Linked DNA regions of Mus musculus: region 2 is linked to region 1. Evidence: chromatin contacts called from public promoter capture Hi-C data. All regions are on one chromosome and are shown on one strand. The core of a region is the stretch at or near the end of the contact, and the rest is flanking DNA. Distances in the headings are between cores, read along the strand shown. Region 1 has its middle 6.4 kb from the start of Epb41. Region 2 overlaps Phactr4 (phosphatase and actin regulator 4).

What was found. Promoter capture Hi-C pulls out the DNA fragments that hold promoters and counts their contacts.
Region 2: a promoter capture Hi-C map of liver shows a contact between it and region 1, with 2.2 times the contacts expected there. The contact joins two enhancer-like sites. A contact is called at or near these places in 6 of 39 promoter capture datasets (the C10 cell line, the HPC-7 cell line, liver and 2 more), 19 of 484 Hi-C or Micro-C datasets (B cells, CD4 T cells, the G1E-ER4 cell line and 12 more), 2 of 115 datasets of contacts at active chromatin or transcription factors (memory CD8 T cells and pro-B cells) and 2 of 9 other capture datasets (adipose tissue and liver).

The regions. Positions count from the first base shown.
Region 1 is chr4:132,075,499-132,081,583 of GRCm38.p6, reverse strand. No RefSeq gene overlaps it. Among named protein-coding and RNA genes, the nearest start is that of Epb41, 6.4 kb to the right of the region's middle. RefSeq lists an enhancer at 2,357-6,068. Within about 2 kb of position 3,038, at least 61 of the 459 cell types and tissues checked have an H3K27ac peak or open chromatin away from gene starts, as enhancers often do. A contact at or near this core is called in liver, where this site is marked.
Region 2 is chr4:132,413,210-132,419,294 of GRCm38.p6, reverse strand. The region is part of intron 1 of Phactr4 (phosphatase and actin regulator 4); the gene reads left to right. Among named protein-coding and RNA genes, the nearest start is that of Phactr4, 6.2 kb to the left of the region's middle. Within about 2 kb of position 2,859, at least 28 of the 459 cell types and tissues checked have an H3K27ac peak or open chromatin away from gene starts, as enhancers often do. A contact at or near this core is called in liver, where this site is marked.

The sequences.
Region 1 (6,085 bases), core at 1,789-4,288:
TTCAAGGCCAGCCGGGTCTACAGAGAAAGTTCCAGGACAGCCAGGGCTACACAGAGAAACCCCATTTTGTAGCAGCAGCAGCAGCAGCAGCAGCAGCAGCAGCAGCAGCAGCAGCAGCAGCAGCAACAGCAATAGCCATTGGGTTTTGTGACTCAGCAGTTAAGAGCACTGGCTGCTCTTGCAGAGGACCCAGGTTTGATTCCCAAATCCCACAGCATGCTGTTTTCTGGATTTTGCTGGCACCTGACATACAAACCCACACGTAATTAAAAATAATAAAAATAAGTATTTTTATGGCTTAGTGTTTAGTATTTTGTTATAGACTACTTTTTAAAAAAAGATCCATTTATTATATGCAAGTCCACTGTAGCTGTTTTCAGACACACCAGAAGAGGGCATCAGATCTCATTATGGATGGTTGTGAACTGCCACATGGGATTTAAACTTAGGACCTTTGGAAGAACAGTCAATGCTCACCATCTCACCAGCCCTACTGTAGATTTCTTGTGGAAGATATTAGTGTCTCTCTCAAATCTATGCCCTTCTTTAGTAGTAACAATAGCATCAATAACTGATTGTTTCTCATGTACTCTGAGCCACACATGTTAAGGGCTTATAATATTTATCTTTTGTAACCCTTACAATTTTAGAGGCATTCTTTTAAAAAATTGATTTATTTTATAACGTATGAGTGTTTTGCTTGCATGTATGTGTGGTGCCCTCAGAATTCCGAAGAGGGGGTTGGATTTCCTGTACCTGTAGTGACAGATGGCTGTGAATCACCATTAGTTACCAGGAATTGGACACAGGTCTGGCACAAGAAGAAGAAATGCTCTTAATCACTGAGCCATCTCTCCAGCCCAATAAAAATAAAGGTTAACAAAACCCCTCAGGTCCTAAACTTGCCAGACAAGCTTTCTATAGACTATGACATCACTCAGCACCCACCCACTTAGGATAGAATCTTACTAAGTAGCTTAGGCTGGCCTTGAGATCTTTCTGTCTCAGTGTTCCGGGTGCAAAAAAAAAAAAAAAAAAAAAAAAACCAAAAACCAAAAACCAAAAAACAGGTCTGTGCCCCATCGTGTCCATTGCTCTCTTTCTTAGGGGAAGAAAGTGCAGGGGTTCAGAGGGTAGTTTAGACTGATTTAACTTCATGACAGTCCTCCCACCCCCACATCCACAAGTGCCGAGATTACAGGCCTGAGACACTATGCCTGGCTGAATTTTTTTTTTCTCCTTTGTCTTTGCTTGAGAAAGAGACTCAGTATAGTCCTGTCTGGCCTGGAACTTGCTGGGTAGACCAGGCTGGCTTTGAACTTGCAGTGATCCTCCTGCCTCTGCCTCCTGGATTCTGGGGTTACAAGAACCTGTACCTGGTCACTTTTTTTTTCTTTCTCTTAAACGGGGCCCTAAACAAGCTGCCTACCCTACAGTCTGGACTTTGCCTAACTGGTCAGTCGTCCAGCCTAGCTCGTCTCGCCTCTTGCTGTGTCTCTAGTGTTGTGGTGCTGGACGACGTCCAGACTTAAAGCCTCTTCCTTGTCAACCGTGCATGTGCTGTCTGTCACTGAGCTAAAGTCACTAAGGGCACTTAGGGAGGAGCTAAGGAATAGGATAATGTCCTTTATTTGTTGACTCTTAGCGAGTTGTGTGACCTGGCTATGCAACCCAAGACAGATTGCCTGAAAGCCCCCTTCCCATAACCCCTACTTATAAATGAGATGCTGGCCGGCACTAACCCTGGAGCGTCTTGAGACGGCTCAACTCAGTGCCTCGGCCCCCTCAGCTCTATAACACTAGGTGGCGCCAAACACCACCTTTCCTTCTACCTGGATTTTTTTTTTTTTTAAAGCGTGGGTGATCATCTCAGGTCTTTCCCAACTGTGGTCAAATCTTTCCCGCTCCCCAGCAAATTAAGGTGGTGTGTTCAAGTCCTGCTCAGGCTGCTTAGGGCCTGTGTTCACGAGCAGGTCACGCGCCCCATTTTATTCCTCTCTAAAGCAAGGGAAGAGGGGACAAGGCGCTAGGCATCTCCCAACACCCAGGACTCTTCCTTGGGCAGAGATTCTCTTGGCCGGATTGACAGCGGCCACACATGGCAACAAAACCAGAGGAACCAGAGCGGTGGGGCCTTTCAGAATTCTTAAGCGTTCGGTGGCAGGGTTACAGATACACTAACATAATTTGTCTGGGGACACCCCCATTCTCTTATTCACCCCCCCCCCCATTCCAACCCTAACCTGGGACAAAGAACACTTACATTTTTCTCTATTTATGTCAACTCCCACCTACTCATTCTAGAGATTTGTCCCATGTTCCCAATGTGTCCTTCTGAGATAATTGACCCCATACCCACCACCAAGCCTCCTTCTATGAATGACTGCCACACCCCCCATATACCATGAATGGTCCCACTCCCCAGCCATCCCCAAATCTGTCTTTGTGTGCCTGGACCTGGCATCCGAGAACTTCAATACCTTGGTCTCATGGCTCCTTCGGTTTGAAAGCTATGCCAGCCCGTGTGTTTTGCTCCTGGAACGCATATTTTTACTATTTTCCTATCTTTGAGTCTTTACCCAGGCTCCTCCTCCATATGGAATGTACTTTTCCAACCCTATGTAGTAAATTCATCCTACAAAATCTAGCTGGAAGGTTACCTCCTCCAGAAAACATTCTTCATGCTGCCAATGGAGCCATGTTGCCTTCCCAGCTCTGAGTACACATTAGTTCAGGGTGGTCCTCATAGGAGCCGTGGTGAATCACAGCAGGGGTGTGCCCCCCCCCACACACACATTCCCCCTTAGAGAGTAACATACAAATGCTTTCTCTTCCAGTGGCTCCAGTGGGAAAGAGAGACAGGGTGTGAGAGCCGTTGCATCATCTGATTGACGAAGAAACAGGCTATGATTCCTGCGAGAAGCAGAGGCAGGATTCAGACTGCGGCTGATTAGGGCTGCCTGGTTGCCTCAGGATTGCGTTCCCTCTTTCCCAGCATGCCTTTGGCCTGGCTGAGTTCCTCTTTCTACCCTTGGACTTAGCAGGGTATTGGTCAATATTTCTGCTTGTTGAACTAGTAGGGTTCAGTGTATTTTGGAGACAGGGCTGTACGGAGGCTTCTTAGCTTCCTCTTGAATTCAGTGTGTAGCCAAGGCTGACCTTGAGCTCCTGAGCCTTCTGCCTCCACCTTCTAAGTGCTAGGATCGTGGGTGTACACCACTACATCTGGTTTTTTAATTTAAAAATGTTTTCACCCCCACCCCACCCCTGTGTGTGGGTCAGAGGTCAACTTGTGGGGGTTGGTTCTCTCCACTATGTAGGTACTGGGGGATGGAACTCAGGCTTGGCAGCTGGAGTCTTCACTTAATAAGCCATCTTTCCAGCCCACCTGGCAGGTTATGAATTTTGTTTATTTATTTATTTAGGTTGTGTTTTGTTTTTATAAAATTTGTTTGTTTTGAGATAGGATAGCAGACACTATGAAGGCTCTCTTAAGCCTTGGCCTCCTGAAATATTATGACTAGAGACGCAGAGCATTGAGCATTCTCTCTCTCTCTCTTCTCTCCCCTCTCTCTCTCTCCCTCTCCCTCTCTCTCTTTCTCTCCCTCTCTCTCTCTTTCTCTCCCTCTCTCTCTCTCTCACTTTCTCTCTCTTTCAGAGAGATTAACTTTTTGTTTGCTTGCTTTGTTTTCGAGACAGGATTTCATGTGCCCCGGGCTGGCCTCAGATAGATTCTCCGGCCTAGGATACTAACTGAAGTGTTAGTATTGTGGGTACGCTACCATGTCTTTGTTTTTGAGGGGAGGGGTGTTAACTTCCCATAAAGTCCTAAATAAAGTTCAGTTGAAGAAACAGATGTTCCCACATATGTACGCCCACGTGTCACCCCCCCACACCCCATCTATTCCCTGGGCGCTTTATCGCTCAGCTCACGCCCACTTGAAGCTGGGGACAGCACCCAGGCTCTGACAGGATAAGGAGGCTCAGGCATTCTCAGAAGGGGAGGGAGGCTGACACAAACAAGTCCCTTCCCCCCCCCCCCCCCCCAGTTTATCAGTTGCCCACAGGCCCCAGCAAACTGAGCCTTCAGCCTCCAGAGGAAGAAAGCTGTGCCCTGCCTGTCACCCTCGAAGTTATTTCAGAACTGTGTGGTTGTCACATCAGCTCTCTGAGCGTCAAGCATTTCTGACTGGAAGAATTTAATGATATAAAAAAAAATGAGCAGATGGATAGAAAATACTAGCGGTGAGGAAATGTGAACTGTCCCTTCAGGATGTCACCTCTCCCACGGAGCCTCTCAGGTAGGGCCCAAGAGGGACGCTAAGAATTCCTGGCGGAGGCAGTGACCTATATCCCTCCACAGGCTTTCCAAGACTGCATTGGTTGTTCACCCAGTGCTTCAACGGGAAACACACAGGTGCCTGAGCACAGAGGTTCCAGGGGCAGGTCAAAATTCCCTAGGTGCAGATAGCTCAGGGCCAGGCATTCTGATTCTAGGGCACGAATAGTCACCCTCCGTAGGTAACTCACGCTCACCCTCCCCCGGCCCAACCCCCAAGTCCCAGTATGCTGACAGCCCACACGGAAGTTCACAAACACTTTCTCAGATGTATTCCCAAGTACAAACTCACACATAGGCACACAGGCTTATCAGGCAGGGCCAGGCGCCGGCGTTGCTGAGTCACCCACTAGCAGCAAAAACCCAACAGAGCTGGAGCCTCATGCCGGAGAGCTGAGAGGTGGGGCCTCTTCAGCCCTTTAGAATAACTCTGTCCAACCCGGGGCTGGGGTTTTCCTATTGGCAGCCCTTAGATTGAGTCCCGGGAAAGGAGGCAGTTGGCCCGGGAGCCCTTGTTTACTGAGGCCAAATTAAAGAATTCATAGTCTGCTCTCTCTGGCATGCATGACTGGATACATGTGATAGCAATTAAAAAAATAATACTGGATCCATGATTGAATAATTGCATTTGTAGTTTCCATTTCAGTTAACCAGCACAACAATTCTACGTAATGTTGGTGCAACATCGTATTTTACCCCCAGGGAAACAAGCTTACCCACAGGCTCAAACCTGAATTAATGTAAGCAGGCTACATCCGAGTTTCTAGCTTTGACCAATAGACAACACTGCCCTGGGTAGTAGGAGAGAGGAGTTTTGGTTGGCTTGGGAGCCTGGGTGTATGTCCCAGGTTTTTGTACGGGGTTCATATAGCCAGTTCTGCAACATCCAGATTTCTGGTTAAAGGACTCAAAAGGCTTCTCTGTGCCCCTGAGTGACTCTCCCGCTCCATGATGAAAATGCAGGTCACCAAAACTCAGGAAGTTATTTGCCCTCAGTGACCCTCAGTTTCTCCATTTGTCCAAACAAGAGTCTCACTCTCCAGGGCTCCCTGGCATGGTGAATACTCCATGGCTTTAGGATTTGACTCTCTGATTCCTATGAATAAAAGGGGGATTATGTTTGTCCTCTGTAGGTGGGAATCCCAAGGCAGATTTGGCCTTAATCTCATGAAGAGCTTTTGAAATTCTGGGGTAGTTTAGTTAGGATGAGTCCATGCTGGGAGTCAGCCAGCTTCCTGACCTTGCTTGTCACTATGTGAGCAAGGGCAGGTCTGAAATGCGAGGAAGAGGAGGGGTCTTAGGCCATTGACTACATAGACCTCTTCCAGGGCTGATGGGGGCAGATCATTGGGAGAGGAAGCCACTGAGAAGAGGGACAAAGCAGGCAAAAGAGAAATCAGAACTCCAGGTAATGGACACACTTTTGGGTCCCAGACTTGGTTTGATATATACCAAATGTCACTTATCCTCAAGAAAACATCAGAAGATTTCTAGTTGGGGACATTGCAGATTCCGAGAAGTGGATTGCTCAAGGTCATACAGAACTAATTAGCGAAACAGGTGATCCAGGTAAGTCTATGTCGTCAAGGTCACTTCCCTAACTCTCCTAGAACAACCCCCATTCCAACCTAACGCCTTAGGGTCAGCACCACGTGGCAAATTGCTTTATACTTTTGCAACATGACGTCAGCGACCATACCAGCCAATCCAGGAACTCCATGTTTCCCCTCCCCTGATTGCTCTGGG
Region 2 (6,085 bases), core at 1,610-4,109, 340 kb before region 1:
AGATCCATCTTCTTACCCATTCAGCCATGAGTGAAAGTTAATGCTTTAGGTCCCGAGGTCAGAGCAGTGAAACTATTTTCACCTCTGGAGGGTTGCAGACCTTACAGACTGATTCCAAGTTGGGGTAGGAGAAGAGACAGATGGTAAATGCACACTAAATATAAGTCTTGGCCGGGCGTCGTGGCACAGGCCTTTAATCCCAACACTCGGGAGGCAGAGGCAGGCGGATTTCTGAGTTCGAGGCCAGCCTGGTCTACAGAGTGAGTTCCAGGATAGCCAGGACTTCACAGAGAAACTCTGTCTCGAAAAAAACAGAAAAAAACAAAACAAAACAAAACAAAAAAAAAACAACCAAAAAACAAAAATATAAGTCTCAATCATTGGACAGCCAGCTTAATCTCTCGCCTTTTTTTCCCCTCCAAGTGTTGACCATGCCTTGTTTGCTTGTTTCTTTCTGTTTTTAAAGATTTACTTTTTTTTAAAATGTATTTATTTATTATATCTAAGTACACTGTAGCTGTGTTCAGATGCACCAGAAGAGGGAGTCAGATCTTGTTACGGATGGTTGTGAGCCACCATGTGGTTGCTGGGATTTGAACTCAGGACCTTTGGAAGAGCAGTCAGTGCTCTTAACCTCTGAGCCATCTCTCCAGCCCAAGATTCACTTATTTTTGGGGAGCCGGGCGTGGTGGCGCACGCCTTTAATCCCAGCACTCGGGAGGCAGAGGCAGGAGGATTTCTGAGTTAGAGGTCAGCCTGGTCTACAAAGTGAAGTCCAGGACAGCCAGGGCTATACAGAGAAACCCTGTCTCGAAAAACAAAACAAAACAAAAAAATAGATGGGGACCTGGGGCTGAGATGGCTCAGGCAGTAAAGACACCACTGTAGGTTAAACTGGGTTTAATTCCTGTAACTCACATACATGGCAGAAGGAGAAAACTAACTCTGGCATGCTGACTTTTACATGCGTGCTGTGACCTGCACATGTGCACAGTCAGACAGACAGACAGATAGACAGACACACACACACAAATAAATAAGCTGGAGTTAGAGAGATTACCCAACAGTTGAGAGCACTGTGTGTTTTACAGTGGATCCAGGTTTACTTCCTAGCACCTACTTCAGGGCTTATAACCATCTGTAAGTCCAAGGATCAGATGTCCTCTTCTGGCTTCTAAGGGCCGCATGCTCACATGTGATGCACATACATACATACATACATAAAGGAAAGCATGTACATAAAATTTATCAAATGAAAATACAATTTAGAGCTGGGCAGTAGTGGCACATGCCCTCAGTCCCAGCATTCAGAGGGCAGAGCATGGTTGAGTTCTGAGTTCGAGGCCAGCCTGGTCTACAGAGTGAGTTCCAGGACAGCCAGGGCTACACAGAGAAATTCTGTCTCGAAAAACCAAAGAAGAAAAAAAAAATTAATTAATAAAAAATAAATATATAAAATTTCGATAGGGACTAAACAATTGTATTGTTTTATTTGAGGCTGGGGTCACACTCTATAGCATGACCCTTGTTGGCCTGGACCTCACTGACCTTGAAATTACAATGATTCTCTTGGGTTTTGGGATTAAAGGCATGTACCAATATGTCTAGTTTAATTTGTTTTGGGTTAAACAGTGGTGACTCACATCTTTAATCCCTGCACTCAGAAGGCAGAGGTTGGTGGATCTCTGAGTTCAAGGCTAGCCTGGCCTACAGAGTAAGTTAAGTTCCAGGATAACTAGGGTTACACAGAGGAACTCTGACTGGGGGAAAAGATTGTGTTTTGGTAAACAGTACAGGAAGCAGCACAGACAGTTGTTTGAGATGGGGTCTCCTATCGGCCCGGCCAGCCAGCCTCAGGGATCTTCTTGTTCTAGCCAGCATATCTTCTGGTGATTAGACTCAGACCAGACGAAAAACTGTCTCCCAAGCCCTAAGGTTATTCTAGGTCGAGGGAGTTTTGAACATAAGAATGAAACGGAGGGTAAACATGTTTAGCTGTTTATCTAGGGGAGAGAGTGGTCTGGAATGCTGAGAGTATGTTCCACTTGGTTTTCAACACTCTGATTCTGAACCCCTCCAGACAGCTTGAACAAAGCAACGGGTGTCCACCCTGGACGCCTGGACACACACAGCAAGGGTGCACATGGACGGCTCGTCACCGAGACTCCTGTCCTGGTGTGGTGGCTCCCACCTGTAATCCCAGCATCCAGGGGGCTTAGCTGAGGTTTGCAGTGAGTTTGGGCCACACTAGGCACAAAGTTCTAGGCCAGTCTGGACTACAGGATAAGGCCAGGGTTTGAAAACACCCCTCCCCCCCCAAATTACATGACTTTTTTTTGTGCTGTTAGAAACCAAATCCTATGAAATGTGTTTTCCACTGAACTTCATACATAGATAGCCCTTGGTTCTTTAGATTTAGTAGCTTATTTTAAATCTTCTAAGTTTAACAGCTAGGGATTTCTTTATATTTCCTTTTCTTCCTCCTTATTTATTTTTTATTTTTTAAGATTTATTTATTTAATTTATGTATGCAAGTACACTGTAGCTGTACAGATGGTTGTGAGCCTTCATGTGGTTGTTGGGAATTGAATTTTAGGATCTCTGCTCACCCCACTTGCTCTGGTCAACTCCACTCGCTCAGGCCCAAAGATTTATTATTATACATAAGTACACTGTAGCTGTCTTCAGATACACCAGAAGAGGGCGTCAGATCCCATTACAGATGGTTGTGAGGCTCCATGTGGTTGCTGGGATTTGAACTCAGGACCTTTGAAAGAGCAGTCAGTGCTCTTACCTGCTGAGCCATCTCGTTAGCCTCTTAACTCACAGTGGTCAGACTGCCTCTGCTTCCTGACTGTTGGGATTAGAGGAACACCTCTGGCTCAATTCAGCTTTTTTGACTGCTTTTTCTTGCCTAATCACAAGCCATACTTTCCTATTTGTTGACTCTCTGGCTTTTTAGACCCTTTTTCTTTGGCTTTACACACATACACACCACATTACACACAGGCACATATGTACTGGCTGGCCATTTAAAGTAATATGATCTGGCAGCTCTGGAATAAACTTCCCTTGCTGTGGGTTTCTTTTGGTCTTGCTTGGTAGCTTTCTTGGACTAAACTTGTAAAGTGTGTTCTTTGTTCTATGTACCAACTGCAGTCTGCACTTGTTTGCCTTAGTGGTTAAGTAATGATTAGACAGAGATTTCCCTAAGTGCTGTGAGCCAGTAAGCTTTCCAGCTTTTACTGAGGGCCTCTGGTGAGGCCCTTACTACCCATGACATGGCAGTGGTGGGGGCACACATAAGCAGGGAAAAGGTCAGGCACAGGTCTTTATAACAACTTGCCCTCTCAAAAACTTAACAGTTCTCTCAAAGTACCTAATTCTTCCCTCCCCATTATGTCCTAGCTCGTAAAGGTTCAATTTCCCAATACCAGCACCTTGGGGACAAGGTTCTTAACACATCTAAGCCTCAGCAGGCATCAGCTCAGAGCTCTTGATTCCATACTAACATCTCATTCTTTACCATTCAGGGCCCCTCTGTTGGTATACCTTAGCACACATAGGATGGGATACCACAGTACACATAGGATGGGATACCACAGCACACATAGGATGGGATACCACAGTGCACATAGGATGGGATACCACAGCACACGTAGGATGGGATACCACAGCACACATAGGATGGGATACCACAGCACACATAGGATGGGATACCACAGTGCACATAGGATGGGATACCACAGTGCACATAGGATGGGATACCACAGCACACGTAGGATGGTATACCACAGCACACATAGGATGGGATACCACAGTGCACATAGGATGGGATACCACAGCACACGTAGGATGGTATACCACAGCACACATAGGATGGTATACCACAGCACACATGGTATGATATACCACAGTGCACATAGGATGGGATACCACAGCACACGTAGGATGGTATACCACAGCACACATAGGATGTTATACCATTGTTCAGCATACATAGGATCATATACCACAGTTTCTGTGGTAAACTAGCTAGCTCTGGAGCTGGGCTACTCTGTTGATTGGTTCTTAGGCTGGTCCTCAGAGCTTTCTGCCATCTTCCTGCAAGAGAGAACTTTGGAGGTTACCAAGCATACTTTGAGGCCTTCCGGTCTGCCTGTCAGATGACGGTTAATCTCTCTTACCTGTTTGTTTTCTTTTTCTGTCATAGTGGTTGAGCCCAACAGTAATTTCTCAATTCCACTGTCATTATAGCTACTGTTTTCTTGTCTTGCAGTCAAGTAGTACATTCCTTCCCATGGCACCACCTGCCATGGCTGAAACTCTTAAGAGTTGGACCCGAAACACCTTGTGCCAGGAGAAATCTGTGCTGTATGTCTGACCCTGTATCTGCCCTGCCCTGTAGTCTACATCAAAACCCCATCTTAAACCCAGTTCTCTCTGCTAATAATTGATCCCAATTAGAGTTTACATTCATACTGCTGATCAGGGAATGTGCTTAGGACATAAGAGAGATTGGTTAGGAAACTGGCCTGGGCACAAAGCTAGATGAGGCAGATTTGACCCTCAAGAAGTTGAGTAAATATTTATATTCAGTCAAAATTCTTAGCTTGACATGGTATTGGAGATCTTTAATTTAACTCAAGAGGCAGAGACAGGAGCAGCTCCATAAATTGGCAAGCCAGATACTAAGTGAAACCAGGTCTCAAAAAACAGCAGGGCTGGAGAGATGGCTCAGTGGTTAAGAGCACTGACTGCTCTACCAGAGGTCCTGAGTTCAGTTCCCAGCAACCACAAGGTGACTCACAACCATCTGTAATGGGAATCCAGTGTCCTCTTCTGGTGTGTCTGAAGGCAGAGTACTCATATACATAAAATAAATAAATAAATATTTTAAAAAGCAAAACAAAATAAAACATTTTTCTGTTGCTTTATTTTCATACGTGAGTGCCCTAAATTTAGATTCCTGTACCCAAAAAGATAATTTCTTCTATAAAATTACTTCCCTCCCTAAAAATATACTTCTTTTTTTTTTTAATTAGGTATTTTCCTTGTTTACATTTTCAATGCTATCCCAAAGGTCCCCCATACCCACCCCCCCAATCCCCTACCCACCCACTCCCCCTTTTTGGCCCTGGCGTTCCCCTGTACTGGGGCATATAAAGTTTGCAAGTCCAATGGGCCTCTCTTTGCAGTGATGGCCGACTAGGCCATCTTTTGATACATATGCAGCTAAAGACAAGAGCTCCCAGGTACTGGTTAGTTCATATTGTTGTAAAAATATACTTCTTATCTCTGCTCAGAGATGCATATAAGTTGTTTTGTTATTTATGTAATTAGCTTTTGAGGCAGGATCTTTTTATTTAGGGTCCAGATAGCTCAGGCTATCTGGAACTCACTCTGTAGACCAGGCTGGCCTCAAACGCATAGAGATCCACCTGTCTCTGCCTCTCAGGAGTGGGATTAGAGCGGTGTGCCACAAAGCAGGTTTGTTTTTGATTTACACAAAACTTTGCCCTTTTCTTTACATATTGAATGCAAGATGGAGATTTAACATGTTGTAGGAGACTGAGGATAATGTATTTAAAAATGAAAAGTAGTGAGAGCTTGTCTCAAAAAGCAGGAAACAACACACACACACACACACACACACACACACACACAATTAGACTTAGATTTTTCCTGATATTTTAGTTTGTTATGCTTGTATCCCAATAATACCCCTTAAAACTCCCAGAAGGCAATGTTCATTTTTAAAATAATTACTTATTCTGTGTGTGCATGCATGGCACAGTGTCCGTGTGAAAGTCGAGAACTGTCAGTTCTTTTTGTCATTTGTGGTACTTTTGTTTTTTGGGTTTTTTTTGGTTTTTTTTGTTTTTGGTTTTTTTTTTTTTTTTTTTTTTTTTTTTTGGTTTTTTTGTTTTGTTTTGTTTGAGACGGGGTTTCTCTGTGTAGCCCTGGCTGTCCTAGAACTCACTTTGTAGACCAGGCTGGCCTCAAACTCAGAAATCTGCCTGCCTCTGCCTCCCGAGTGCTGGGATTAAAGGCGTGGGCCACCATGCCCGGCACTTATTAAAGT